Regions from separate parts of the Arachis hypogaea genome. Here region 1 is linked to region 2. A link is a contact called in public Hi-C data. All regions are on one chromosome and are shown on one strand. The core of a region is the stretch at or near the end of the contact, and the rest is flanking DNA. Distances in the headings are between cores, read along the strand shown.

Evidence for each region. Hi-C and Micro-C count contacts between places; a contact is called where the count stands out from the background.
Region 1: a contact with region 2 is called in a Hi-C map of an unstated tissue, with 2.4 times the contacts expected there. The contact joins the promoter of LOC112696108 here to the enhancer-like site in region 2.

What each region holds. Positions count from the first base shown.
Region 1 is chr6:12,962,369-12,970,025 of arahy.Tifrunner.gnm2.J5K5, reverse strand. LOC112696108 reads right to left here and starts at 1,526. Exons shown (of 1, transcript XM_025748712.2): 1 at 753-1,526. The coding sequence starts at 1,495. The coding sequence ends at 851.
Region 2 is chr6:12,911,667-12,919,032 of arahy.Tifrunner.gnm2.J5K5, reverse strand. No RefSeq gene overlaps it. Among protein-coding and RNA genes, the nearest start is that of LOC140173606, 11 kb to the left of the region's middle. Within about 2 kb of position 5,447, at least 1 of the 3 cell types and tissues checked has open chromatin away from gene starts, as enhancers often do.

The sequences.
Region 1 (7,657 bases), core at 277-2,776, 55 kb before region 2:
TTTCTGATAGAATTTTTTTTTCGGTTAATAATGTATTTTTATTTCTCTTTATTGTTTATAAAAAATTATTAGTTCTCTAACAAAATTAATTTTTTAAATTATTATATCTACGAATGACCAAATTTATAAGCTAAGATTTCTAAAGATGATATGAAATAATAGTTTCCTTTATATATGTCATATATGAACATAACTCTTGCATTGCTACAGCAAAGAATTGCTAAGTAGATCCACATAGTTTTTTTTTTAATGAAAAAATAAAAATTGTAAAAAACATTATTAGAGATATAATTATTTATATATTTTTTATTAATTTAAATTAAAAAATAATAATTTGACGACATGCTATCAAAAATTACGCAAAATTCACACAAAGACGAAGAAGTAGATATCTTAATATGAAACAAGAAACTAGCAAAGTGCTATGATATAATTAAAAAAAAAAAGGAAGAAAAGAATTGCAAGTTAAAAAGTTAAAGGCATGAGTTAAAAAGTTAAAGGCATGAGCATGATGGGTATGTGAAGACATAGATAGAGAAGAGAATTATATTGCACAAGTTCCCATCTCTGATTAGTGATGTACCCTTCTCCGATCTCCCTCCCTTCCATCTTTTGAAAATTAAAGTTGCAACCAAAAAAGGCAGATCAGATACTTAACCCTATTTCCCACACTAATCATAACAATTAATCATTAACAACCCAAATTCCAATGTGAGAAGATAGAGGAAATAAAGAAATTAACAAGGTGAATAAGTAGTGAAGTGAAGTATATAGCAAAAGCAAGAAAATTAATTAGCAAAACATGGATCCAAAAACACAACATTATTATTCATCTCTCTTTCTTTTCAATTCACATGCTTCGAGCTAACATCTCTTGAAACCTTCTATCAGATTCTTGCTTCTCCAACCTGAACTTCTCATGGCAATTCGCAATGAACATTTCAGCCAACACATCAATCTCATTCATCTCTTTCTCTTTCTCTTTCTCTTTCTCTTCACCTTCTTGAACCTTCTTCTCCTCAAGCCACCTTAGATACCCTGCAAGTTGCAAATCGGGACAATCCTCACCACCATTGTTACTCTGAGTTGTTGATGATTCTTCACAGCATAACCCTTCATAGACCCGTTGAGGAACCGGCAAAACATGTGACGATTTCGAAGAGCACCAATTATAATGAAGCCTAAAAGATCCCATTATAATCTTATTGCGGCGCTTTTTTTGCGACGAAGAAGAAGTGTAGGGAAAGTGAATAATATTATTGGTAGGGTTATTGAGAATGTCAAGCATAAATTCCTTGACCTTAGATAGTGCACGAATGATTCTACACATGTGGGAGACTATTAGGGTGTGGATGATTCTCTTTAGTTTCATGGAGCTTAAGGTTGAAGTTGAAGATGATGATGATGGTAGTGTTGATGCTTTCACTGAGAATACTTGAAGATTATTGTTATTATTATTATTATTGCTTCTCACATTTGATGAGTGGCTAAACATTTTTTCTCTTTTTCTTTGTGGCAGGTGGATATACAACTATACATACATATAACACTATGCTCTCTTATTTATATATATAAGGTGTGAAAAATGGTCTTCCCTTATTTCCATTTTTGCCCTTTCGCTTTTAGTTTATTTAAAGGACTATGCCATTAATTATCTTTTTCCTGTGGAAAAAATAAAAAGAATTAAATAGTAAAAAATGCAGTAATAGCATGCCATTGTTCTTTTTTCTTTTCTGGATATGCTTGCTTGGGATAAGATACCCGCTTGCCCGGTTCAAATTTTTTTGGATATAGTTTAGTTTAATTTGTGATCTATGCCACTTGATGAATATATACATTTTTTTTCAATACTTGATAATAAAAAAGATAAAATAAAAACCGTCAAAATTTATTTTATTAATTCTCATTAGAATTAATAAATATTAAATAAAATAAATTTAATTTTTTTTATTATTATTATTTTTTGTCAGTATCTTTTAGGTTGGATTTCAAATTTTCGACATTTTGCTTAAATACACTAGTGAGTTAATTACGGGACTAATTCAACTTTGTTAGTTATAAATTGTAATATATACAAAGAAGCATATTAAAGATCGTTAGGAGATAAAACGAACTCTATAAAAAATATAAAAGTTCGGCAGAGATCAGGCGAATTCTATATAAATTATAGAATTCGTCGAGGTGCAGAAACTTGTTCTAAATGCAAAAAAAAAATCATATTTAAAAAATTAAAATTAAAAAATTAGATTTGGAAAAATAATTTTTTATTTTATTTCAATTAAAAATCCATAAATCTATTGTATATATAGCGTAGTACTGTTAAGCCGTTCGAGAACGGTGATTAAGGCTTAAGAATCGCCAGCGCATTAAGAACCGTATTAGAATTATTTAATTATTGATTATTCCAATAGCTACTAGTACGTAGGAGAAGAACCAGGATTAAATAAATGATTCATTTAATCTAATTAATGCTTGAAGAACACAGACAAGTAGTGGTCTTAATGGCTTATTGCTAAGAACTTTCGTTCAAACTACTAGTAAATTTAATTTGCATCCAAAGTTGGGAACTTATGGTATATGCGTACGTACTTTGATACCTTATTTACGTAGATCTTTAATTAATTATTTTGCCTTATCTTATGTAGTATTAGTATCACTCTGAGAAGAACATGTGTCACTGGTTGACGTAAGAAAATAGATCAGCATAACAACGATAATATTTAGACTAACAATAATCCACATCCACAATTATAATAATAGTAAGAATAATTTTATACTTTTACTAAAAATGATTTAGGAAAAATATGATAGGATTTGCTAATCAAAAACATTCTATGCATTTTAAGTCTTAAAATTATTTAATTAATCAGTCTCGTTATATATACAAATTTTTTTGGCAAATAAATCTAAACAAATTAATTCTAACCCAACAAAATTTACTTATAAATGTTTGTATTTCGCTTTCCTCCTTCTCCTCTTCTTTTTTTATATTTTTCTTTCTTCGTATTCTTTTTTTTTTGTGTGTCGTTCTTTTTATTACTGGTGTTGATACTATATTTTTTTCTCTCCTCCTCTTTTTATTGATTTTATAATATTATGTATTTTTTGTTTGATTTTTTTCTTCAAAAAAATTATAAAAAAATAAAAAAGTAGCAGCAACAAAAAATAAGAAAGAAGAAGAAAAAAAATTAAATTATATAGAATCTATTAAAATACAACGATAATATTAGACTAACAATAATCCACATGCACAATTATAATAATAAATAATAATAGTAAGAATATATAATTTTATACTTTTACCAAAAATGATTTAGGAAAAATATGATAGGGTTTGCTAATTAAAATCATTTTATGCATTTAAGTCTTAAAACTATTTAATTAATAACATGTGTTATATGACAATTAATTAAGGTGGGGTTAGTTACCGACTTAAATCAAATTGAAAAGTAATTAACCTGGATTGATAAGTATGCATGCGCTATCAAGTATCAAAGAACTCTTGTCTCTATCTTCCCTTCAAATTAAAGAACTAAAAATCGAGTGGTAAGTAGACACATACAATGTAAATGGCTCCGTTTCATGCACGAAAATAAAACAATACAATTTATATATTTAAAAACAAATCTGACAAAAAGTAGGCAAAGGTAGATAGCAAAATTTGTTATCATCCTAATTAATCTTATATGGATAATTGGTTCACACGTTAATAATTAATAATCAACTAACAATACACTTATAAGGATTATGATTTTGCATCTTCTGCAATAAAAGAAGGAGAAGTCTAGGGCTAGCAGATTTGTTAAAATTTGAACAATACTTAGTCAGCAAAATAAAAATGAGTAATTTTTTATTATTAGATAAAATCTTACACTATTAAATATATTATTGATGATTAATTAATGGCTATAACTCACAAAATTTACTGTCTCTCTAACACTCTTCATAAAAGAATTCAAAATAAGTGGCTATAGATTTTTAATTTTGAAATATGAGAATAATTTCATATTTATATTAGCTATTGATTTTTTAATTTTGAACCATGTGAGATTGGGTAATGCTTTCAAATATTAATAGCAGCAAAAAATAGTAATAATAACATAACAAAAACATAAATAATAATATTATTGTAAAGTTTTATATTTTTTAATAATATAATTTTTAAAACGTGTATAAACATCGAATTTTTGTTTACCTTGTATAGTTTTTGAAATTAAATTAGGCAATATCGGAACTTCCTTCTTTATTTAATTTTTGAAAAAAATCATAAACGACTTTTGACAATTATTTTGAGAAATAATGATGTTCTCAACAAAAATAAATACTTTTTTTGCCTTTAATATTTATTTTTATGATACTTTGTTAATATTTTTTATTTGTATTAACGGAATAAGTTTACATGACATGTTAAACAGTTGATTTATCCATTAAAAATTAACTAGAATTATTAACAAATTTCTTTTTATTGAAAGTCTTATTGTCTTTTAAAGATAATTATCAAGACAGTTTAATTTTTATTTTTATTAAATTTTTTAAATATATTAAATAAATTTATTGCGTAAAATTAAAAAATATTAGTACATTTTAAATTGTTTTTATATAAATATATTTTTAAAAAAAATATTGATAAAAAAATTATTTAATTTCATAAAATTAAATATTAAAAACTGAAAAAAAAATTGATTCAAAATCTCGCCATCCTTAAAAAAAAATTATTAGGGTCAGATTGCGTATTCACGTTTTGGCTACATTGTTTCTCACTTTCTTCCTTTTTTTTTTCTTTTTCCATTTTTTTACAATAGAATGCTGACCTGCCGACTCAGGATTATCTCTCAAATCTTAATATCGAGACATGTCCCCCTATAATCTATATTTTTTTCTTATCTTTATTATGAAACTAAGGTCTTTGACTGACTTTGAATATATAATTTGGATTTGATGAAGACATTGGCGAATTACGTGCACTCTATTATTAGCTTAAAAACAATATGTGAGACTTTGTATATTGATTATGAAAGAGACTGTTCTATGTACATATATCTCTCTCCACATACACAGTATGTACTATAGAAAATAAAATTATATGAAAGATAAATAATTAATTAGTGTGGAGCATCAAAATCAAAACTAGGATTTGTATCCTCTTATCATATGCGATAAGATCATCTTGACAGATAGGGATAAAAGCAAATTTACTCACCAATTAGAAGATGTGTTAGTTGTATGCATGGTGTTTTTTTTTTTTTTTTTATGTTGGAAAACCACTCTTGTCTTTATCTCTAGAGATATGACCTTGATTTTATCATTTAACAACAAAAGAATTAGCTTATTCAAATCTACTAAATCGTATATCTAATCAGGATAATTATTAATGAAAATCATATGCCATTCAAATAAATGTGAAAGGTCAGATACATTCGGTAATCTTATTTGATCAAATTATTTTGATAATTAATTTTAATTAAGTTGATCTAATAATTTATTTATAAAATAAAAATCAGTTGAAGAAAAATAAAAAGATGTATAATAAGAGTAGAAATTATTTTTAATAAAAAATAAAAATAATATTTTGATTTAATATTGACGTTTAGAATATATTATATTATTGTAAATATGCAGAAATATTTATATAACATGGAAAAGGCGTGTTATTGTAGTTTGACTCGTGTTTAATATATTTTATATATTAGTTAAAATATTACTAGGTATTTAACATGTTTTTGCGTATTGTTCAGAATATTGTCACATAGATAACACATCTCCACGTATTATAACATGCTCTCCCGTATTAATTTATTATCTATAAAATTTATCCACTTATAATTATATTAAATAATCTTATTTCTAATAAAAAGATCAATATTTTTATTCATATAAAAAAAATTAGCCTATAATAAGAGGAAAAATTTTTGGTTAATTTTACTTACAAATAACATGAATGTTTAAAAAACAACAAATGTAGAATAGTAATTAATAAATTCTTCAATGATGTTATTTGTATTTTAATTAGACAAAACAACTTTAGTTTGTATTTAAAATAAAATAAATTAGCATTAAAATTCTTTACCATAAAATAAATTTGTAGTGTTTTTCTGACATGAGGCAAGTGCAAATGCAGAAAGAATCCTTTGTAAAAGAGAAAATTAACCTCCGTCTACAGGATACCCAACTTTATTTAGTTTAATTCAATTTATATTAATCTGTAGCGAAAGTTACAAATAAATTGAGCGAGACTTTCCCCATATTCCCAACTTAGCTTTAATATATTCGCTCATATATATATATATATCTGAGTATCAACCATCACTATCAAAGAAACTCCCATGCAATTCTGCATTTCAACTAACTTGTGCTGTCCAAATAAACCAAGTGCAACAATAATTAGGTCAAACTCAAACATCTTCATTTAATAAATTTCCAAGAACTTCCTTTAATTTCCACCCCACAACCTACCATGACGAATTTGCCAGAAAAATATATACTACTCCTACATGCATATTGGTTGCTTATTTTCTATCCACAAAAGGAAATCAATACATGATATATATGACCTAACTAAATTATATACAATGTACTTCAACAGTTGAACAAGCTAGCTAAGAAACAGATCCGGAGAACTTTTATTTTCTTTAAAAATATGTGTAGAAATTAGTCTAATTACAAACTCATATACCTACAATAATAGTCTTTATGTAAAATTATTACTTGAAAACAGTTAAATAATTTGACATATTTAACTAGTCTATACAGACATATATAATATGCACGTATAGTTTCTTTTTTTGTCTTAAATTAGAATTTTTTGTTGGAATTAAGAATAATAGAATTCTAGATATTTAACTCACAAAATTTTTGAAATCATATCATAACTTTTTTTCTCAATAAAAGTACTAAAAAAATCAATAAAATTTATTGATTTTTGATTAATAATTAATTAGTAATATTTAATCTAAAAAATTAGTCTAATAATTAAAAATATTGACTAAATAAAAAAATTTATTAATTTTTAAAATTAATAAAAAATACATAAATAATTATATTTTTAATATGCAAGCTAAGTAGCTAACTAGATTATTAGTATATATGCTTTATTTGAGAGACTTGGTCGTGCATGACATGCTAATGTTAAAATAATATACACCTTAGTTGTGATGTCATTTACAACTATGATTGAAAGTTGGTAAATGGTAATAATAAAGTGTGACCGTGGTTACGTTCTTATAATAATCATTGGAAGCCTCCAAGTTTTGGAACTCAAGGATGATTTGTCATGCTTACCTTGGGGAATAAAAACAAAACCCTACATACACATACATGATATGATATGATGATATGTAATCAAAATTTCACGTCATTTTCGATATTCTCATTTTGGGCACATGAAAGTAGCTTCAGAGTGATCATTCACATAATAATGCATTTTGTGTGCCCGGAGTAGTTTCACTCGCTTCGAACTCTACTATTGAATCGGATCAGATCGAATTAATTAGAGGAATTCTTTTAGTTAAAATTGAATGAAAAATGATTATCCTTATTAAATTTGTTGAAAATATGTTTAATTTTTTATTATAAAAGAAATCATTCATTTTTGTTTTTTATGAAAAAGGTATAATGCATCATAGTATTATTCTAAAATACATGTTATCCAAATTAAAAA
Region 2 (7,366 bases), core at 4,198-6,697:
AAAATGAGGGACAAAAGGCTACACTTATATAGAGTAGCTATAGGTATACTACTTGTTACGTTTATAAAGTGATGCAGTAGTCCTGAAAAGTGTAGCCTATTCTTTTGAACTCTGGTAACCACTAGTGCTGAAAAGCGTAGCCTTTGGTCCTAAACAGCATCACTTAAAAAGCGTACCCTATTCTCAAAGGCCAGAAGCGTAGCCTTTGATACAGAAAAGTGTAGCCTTTGAGAATAGGCAACACTGGTATAGGCATCCCCTACAAAAGCGTCTCTGAAGCCTAAAAAGCGTAGCCTTTGCCTAAGGCATCACTTTTTTACATTTTTGACTACACTTTTCAAGTGTACCTGAATGGGTATTTTTCTTGTAGTGAAAATAGACTAAGATTAATCACACCTAAATATAACTCTGCAACTCTTAAGAATTAAGTGGAGAGTTAATTAAACATAATGCATGCTTCTATGATAGCGTTCTCTAGAGAATGCAAAGTAAAAAAAAAAAAAGAAGACAAAGCCATTCTTAGTAGCTGCAGCTATTGGGATTTCAGTCGTTTTAGTGGCCGTGACCGCCACAGCTGTAGTCTGGACTCTTAATAAAAGGAGAAAAACCAAAGGTAATAGATATGAATCTCACTACACTAACTGCAAAATCCATATTCTTGCATGTTGATTTATTAATTGACATCGGTGGCAGTAGAAAAGATTCCAAAGGAGATCAAGCAAGACTATGATATATCACTCAAGTTCAAGAATAAAATTTATTCATACTCTGATATCCTTAAAATCACCAACAACTTCTGTCAAATCCTTGGTAAAGGTGGGTTTAGAACAATTTATATGGGATATGTTGATGACGCTCCTGTTGCAGTGAAGATGCTTTCTCCATCCTCAGTTCAGGGTTATCAGCAATTCCAAGCAGAGGTAAGTAAATTAATTACTGAATGAATTTAATTTTGATGAAATCACATTTATGCCAAGTTATATTAATACTTATCTTTTATATTAATGAGTAAAGTATCGTTTTTGTCGGCAACGTTTGGGGGTAAGTCATAAAGTTGTCCCTAACGTTTCAATCGTCCTATTTAAGTGCCTAACGTTTCAAAAATGAATCAATGTTGTCCTGCCATTAAGAATCCGTTAACAGAATTGACAGCGGGACAAAATTGAGACGATTTTAAAACGTTAGGGACAAACATTAGGGATAAAAACGATACATAAAAATAAATTTTAATTTAATTTTATCTTTCAATAATATTAATTTTTTACTGTACATAGTATTCAATTATTTTTTAATTACATCTAAATAAATTACACTTAATCACATTACTTTTATTTTAAATAAGTTTATTTTTTTTATAATTTTAAAGAATCTTGATACATTAGAGACAAAAGGTATAATTTATATTTTATTATATATATATATATTATTTTTTTCTTTTTTGCAAGTTTATATATTAGCCATTTCACAAATATTTCATGATAACTAAAAATCTTTAAGGGTAAAATTATAAAAAAAATTAATTTATTTGAAATGAAAGTAATATGATTAAGTATAATTTACTTAGATGTGATTAAAAAATAATTGAATACTATGTATAGTAAAAAATTGATATTATTGAAGGATAAAATTAAAATTTATTTCTATGTATCATTTTTGTCCCCAACGTTTTTGTCCTATTTAAGTCCCCAACGTTTCAAAATCGTCTCAATTTTGTCCTGCCGTCAATTCTATTAACGGATTTCTAACGGCATGACAACATTGAGTCAATTTTAAAACGTTAGGGATAACTTTAGACTTACCCCAAATGTTGGGGATAAAAATAATATTTTACTCTATATTAATTATGTGAATGGTCATTTAAAAATAGATAAACACTAATGATTCTAGATTTGATCATCTTATTCCCTGCAGGTTAAGCTTCTAATGAGAGTTCATCACAGAAATTTGACCTCCCTAGTTGGATATTGTAACGAAGGAAGCAATAAGACTCTCATATACGAGTATATGGCTAATGGAAACCTACGTCAATATCTCTCATCAGGTACCAAATTCCTGAGCTGGAAAGACAGGCTCTGTATAGCGGTAGATGCAGCACAAGGTTGGAAACTAATTCTCAAACTACATCTGATTTTTATTTTTATTTTCTTTTAATACATTTTTAGTATATTTAATATCAGGATTGGAATATTTACACAATAGTTGCAAACCACCTATAATCCACAGAAATGTAAAAGCTTCAAACATTTTGTTGACTGAAAACTTACATGCAAAATTATCTTATTTCGGTTTGTCAAAGATTATCCCAATCGATGGGGGCAGTCATGTTTCAACTGTTGTTGCCGGCACTGCTGGTTACTTGGACCCCAAGTAAGTAATCCAATTATTTTTGGATAATGTCAGAGAGATAACACTTTTAGCATAAAAAAATTGATTAGTATTAGTTAAAAAGTAAGACAAAAATAAGAAAAAAATTATTACTTATCTAGAATTTGTCAGTATTTTCCAAGAAAATACAAGGTGATTGATACTAATCATAAAGTTTGATGGAAATGCATTGTACAATTTAACATTTGTAAATTTTTTTTAAAAAATTTTGCAGTTACTACCAATCAAGCAGATTAACAGAAAAAAGTGATATTTATAGTTTTGGAGTTGTTCTTTTGGAGTTAATCACAAGTCAAGCAGCAATAAGAATGGCAGAAGATAATAATGATGATGATGAGAAAACTCACTTAAGTCATTGGGTTAGTTCGGTGGTGGAGAGAGGGGATATCCATGGCATTGTTGACTCGAGGTTAGGGAGAGACTTTGACTGTAGCTCTGCCTGGAAGGTTGTGGAAACAGCAATGGCTTGTGTGTCACAAAGCTCAAATGAAAGACCAATCATGAGTGAGGTATTGATTGAACTCAAGAACGCTTTGGAAATGGAATTAAGTCGAACAAAATATGGTGGTGGTGGCAACAAAAGTAATGGAGATTCATCTGTTGAACTAGTCTTTGTGAATGTACAAAAAAAATCCACTCCTCAGGCCAGGTAATTAAGAGCTTGATTGTCTAGGATCAAGCTTGTTAATAGGGTAATATTAAATAAGATCAAGGCACAATTGCAAGTGGAAAGTGATGTATTACAACAATAAGTTGGGTGATTTATAAAGTTGACTGTCCCAAAATAAATAAGACTGTTACTGTCATTCTCCATGTCAACTTGGACTTACATGCAATCCTTCTGCCTTTTTAATGATCAATCATTTGTTGGTTTTCTTTCTCTTTTTTTTAATGTATCTTTTATGCAATGAACTACATGGTTAATGAAGCAAAGGAGTTAATTGCATTCAAACAATCGATGATTATCACAGAAACTTTGGTATATATAATTGCTACCTTAACAGTGAACTCTCCCCACTAGAACTACCAAAGGAGACATTAATTAGTGATTGCAGGCTGGCCAGTAATAATCATCTCAAGTAGAACAACTCCAAAGCAATATACATCACTCTTTGAGTCTTTTCATTCAAGTAATATGGTGAATGGCTCAAGTACAGTATCAAATAAATAAAGTTAAAGTTGCTGAAATGATATTCGAATGTAGTGCAAAATGAGTAGAAAATTAAATGGAATAAAGATCACGTAACATCCAAGTAGCTGTCAAAATACTCTCCCCTTCAGCTCAAGGGTACCAGCAATTCGAGGCAGAGGTAACTAAAGATACAATGATGTACATCAATATCATATACACAGTCTATCATGAATGATGATACACCTTTATTAACTTAATCTATATCATTTTGTTTTCGTTTATAGGCGGAACTTCTTACTAAAGTTCATCACAAGTGCTTAACTACTTTAATTGTTTCAACTTGGTCTGTATTTTGTTTTTCATCAAAAACTAACCATTTGAATTGAAATTCTTAGCTTGTCTTGCAGATACTTTATGTCAAACAGACTGAATAAAAAGAGTGATATTTTTAGCTTCGAGGGTGTGAAAAGAGGGGGTTGATTTCGAACCTCCACATCCTCTCCAGTCACTCTTTATTTTCTTTTAATTAAAAGAGTAAAGCAACAACTATATATTTAAAAATTTTGATCTCAAACTAATTGGTCTTTAAAGAAAATCATTAATTTGATCCTTTATGATAATAAATGATGGACATGTATTTCTATCAATTTATCGCGTAAAATTTAGCAATAGTGTTTATATGTACTATTAATTATTGTGACGTGTCTATTTATGAAAAATCATCACGTAAATAATAACTTTTGAAATAAAATTTTACCTGTTTTAATTACATCATAGTATATAGAGAGTAGTCAATAAATGTTATATGAAAACTCAAAAAATAACAAAAGAATATATATGAACAATTTCATTTTGTTTCATTATTTACTATTATGAAAAATATAATTGATATTTTTTTAAGATTAATTAATCCAAAATTAAAATTTTTAAAGATCTGATTATCATCCTACTCTAATTAAAATGCTAACCATAATTAAATAAACAAATTGATGGAAAATAGAAAAGTTGTTGCTAGCTAGCAGCTTTACAACTGGCCAAGGCACTGATTAGAAATAATGATACTTCTTAATTCTTATTCATACTCTCCAGTCTCCACATTTATTGTACCTTATTTAGTCATCATTATATTTAATTTAATTTGAAGGAAAATAATATATAAATTTAAATTATTTTTTTAATAGATCATAGTTATAGTAGTACTAGAGACAATAGACATTTATGAATGCGCAGTAGTAGTGCATATATTCTATACATATTCAGCAAATGGCTTTTTTATTTAAATAAATTATTTGACCTACTATATTACCTGATTCTTCTAAATGATTTTCTTGAACGTGAATCTCCTAAACCTTATAATATATAAATCGTCCTAGACTCGTATGTTTTAATCCATATATTAATCATTGTATTCTGGGACGATTTATGCATGAATTGCATAGCTGAATAAAGCATAAATCGTTCTAGCCCATTGTATGTTAGAAATAACATGTAAATCGTCCTAGGCTAATCTGATTTATGCGTTTTAACCTAAAACACTCTATCCTGGCACGATTTACGTGCTTCTCCCTAACCCTCTACCACCTAGCACGATTTACGTGCAAATCCCAACCCCACAAGCCCCTAGGACAATTTATGTGAAAACCTAACCCCCACCAACCCAACACGATTGACGTCCTCAGCAGCCTAGAACAATTCATGTGTTAAGACCTAAACCCTACTTACCTTCCCACGAGTAAAGTCTCATTCGTGAGAGACTCCATTAGCGCCAAGGAGGGTAGTGGAGGGGAGGAGAGCTACGGAAAAAAATTGAAGGAAGGGTATAGTCGGCGGCGGTGGAGGGTTGGTTAGGTGGGGGAAAAGGTGGCGTCCGGTGGACAGCATTGACGGTGGGCGACGGCGGTATAATCACCATCAAACTGAGGCCTATAATCACCATCTGTGCTGGAAAACTCCCGTATCTCAGCAAAAAAATCACTACCCACACCAAATACCTGCTCCATCTGGTTCGGACTGCAGAAGTCAGAGAACAGTGTCGACGTCTTAACCCCCCCCGAAACCCCCACCGCCAAACCCACTAGGTAGCGAACCACAACCCCTCTGAACCTGTTTTGGAACCAGCCATACGACACGGTGAACTCATCGATATAGTCCTCAGGAGGAAGTTCACCGAACAACTCTTCAAACCACTGCCACGCAGGCTTTCCACCCTCCATCAACTGCTCAAAGTCACTGAGACAACCACTAACTGGAAATCTATCAACAGGGAAGCCGAATTGATATGCCACATCCTGTAAAGTCACAGTGCACTCCCCAAATGGCATATGAAAAGTGTGAGTCTCTGGACGCCATCGCTCAACAAAGGCACTAATCAGTGGCTAATCCAGCTTAAACCAATAATCATTCAGCCTAGCAACATGCAGCAACCCGGCGCTATCTAGGTAAGGCATAATACGGTCATGCAATATCATCTTTGTTACCTATGGATAGTTTGTACATATCGGGTTGGCTGATAACAGAATAACAAGCACAGTCAGTCACAACTCAACATCGCACAACAACAAAAAACATATATAAGAAATCAACCTCAGCCCTAAACCAAACATGAACCATACCTATCCTAAGCATGTTAACCTTAACGTTTTACAAATTTCTAACACAACAAGCATTTTTTTTCAAAAGAATCACATTCTTATAACTAAACACATCAACGTCATTGACTATATCAGTTGTAAAACAAATTAACCACTAACCTCTTCGTCGATAAAACCTGCCATGTGCGCGATGCCGTTCAATCGGTACATGTTACCTTCGTTCCTCGCCATCTTGCACCGCCCTCCAACGCCACCAAACCAGCATTCAACCACCGCCAACAAAACCTTCAACCGCCGCCGTCGTCCACCGTCAACGCCGTCCACCAGACGCCACCTCTTCCCCGACCTAACCAACCCTCCATCGCCGCCGACTACACCCTTCCTTCAATTTTTCCCCGTAGCTCTCCTCCCCTCCACTACCCTCCTCGGCGTTAATGGGGTCTCTCACGAATGAGACTTTACTCGTGGGAAGGTAAGTAGGGTTTGGGTCTTAACACATGAATCGTTCTAGGCTGCTGAGGGGTGTATATATGCACGTAAATCGTGCTGGGTTAGTGGGGGTTGATAAACCCCGTTTTTAGGATTTATCTTGTATAGATTTTGAGGGTTTTATCAATGATCTTTCACACTTACTCATATAAAAATGCATAATTTTGTGTTCATCTCCCAATTTTGCCTCATGGATGAAAACATGCTTCTTTTGCATTGCATTAGATATATTTTAATCCTCCTCTATTACCATTCGATGCCGTGATCCGTGCGTTAAAGTGATTTCAGAGATTATAGGGTTAGGATGGCTTGGAGGAGAGGATGGAAGCATGCATAAAGGGAAGGAGCATGAAAATTGGATCTTTGGAATTTTGAGCAAGGACGCGTGCGCGCATTTGGCGCGTATGCGCGGATGCACGCCGTTGTGACCAGCACGAGAGAGCTGAAGTCAGGAGCTGACGTATTTAGCGGCTGTGCCAGAACCTCAAGGGACACGCCCACATACTTCACGTCTGTGCGCGGATCACAAAAACCCCAGGGACGTGTACGCGTGCTGTGCGCATACGCGCCGATGGCCTCACGTGATTTTTTAAGAAGAAAACGTAACCAGCGATTTCAGGTAGTTACTAACCCTGTTTTGGGGCAGAGTTCTGGCGGGAAGAGCACAAGAAGACCAAGGATTGAAGGGCTTGGGATCCATTCACTCATTAGACACATTTTCTAGATATTTTTCATTAGTTAGTTACATTTTGTAGAGAGAGAAGTTTCA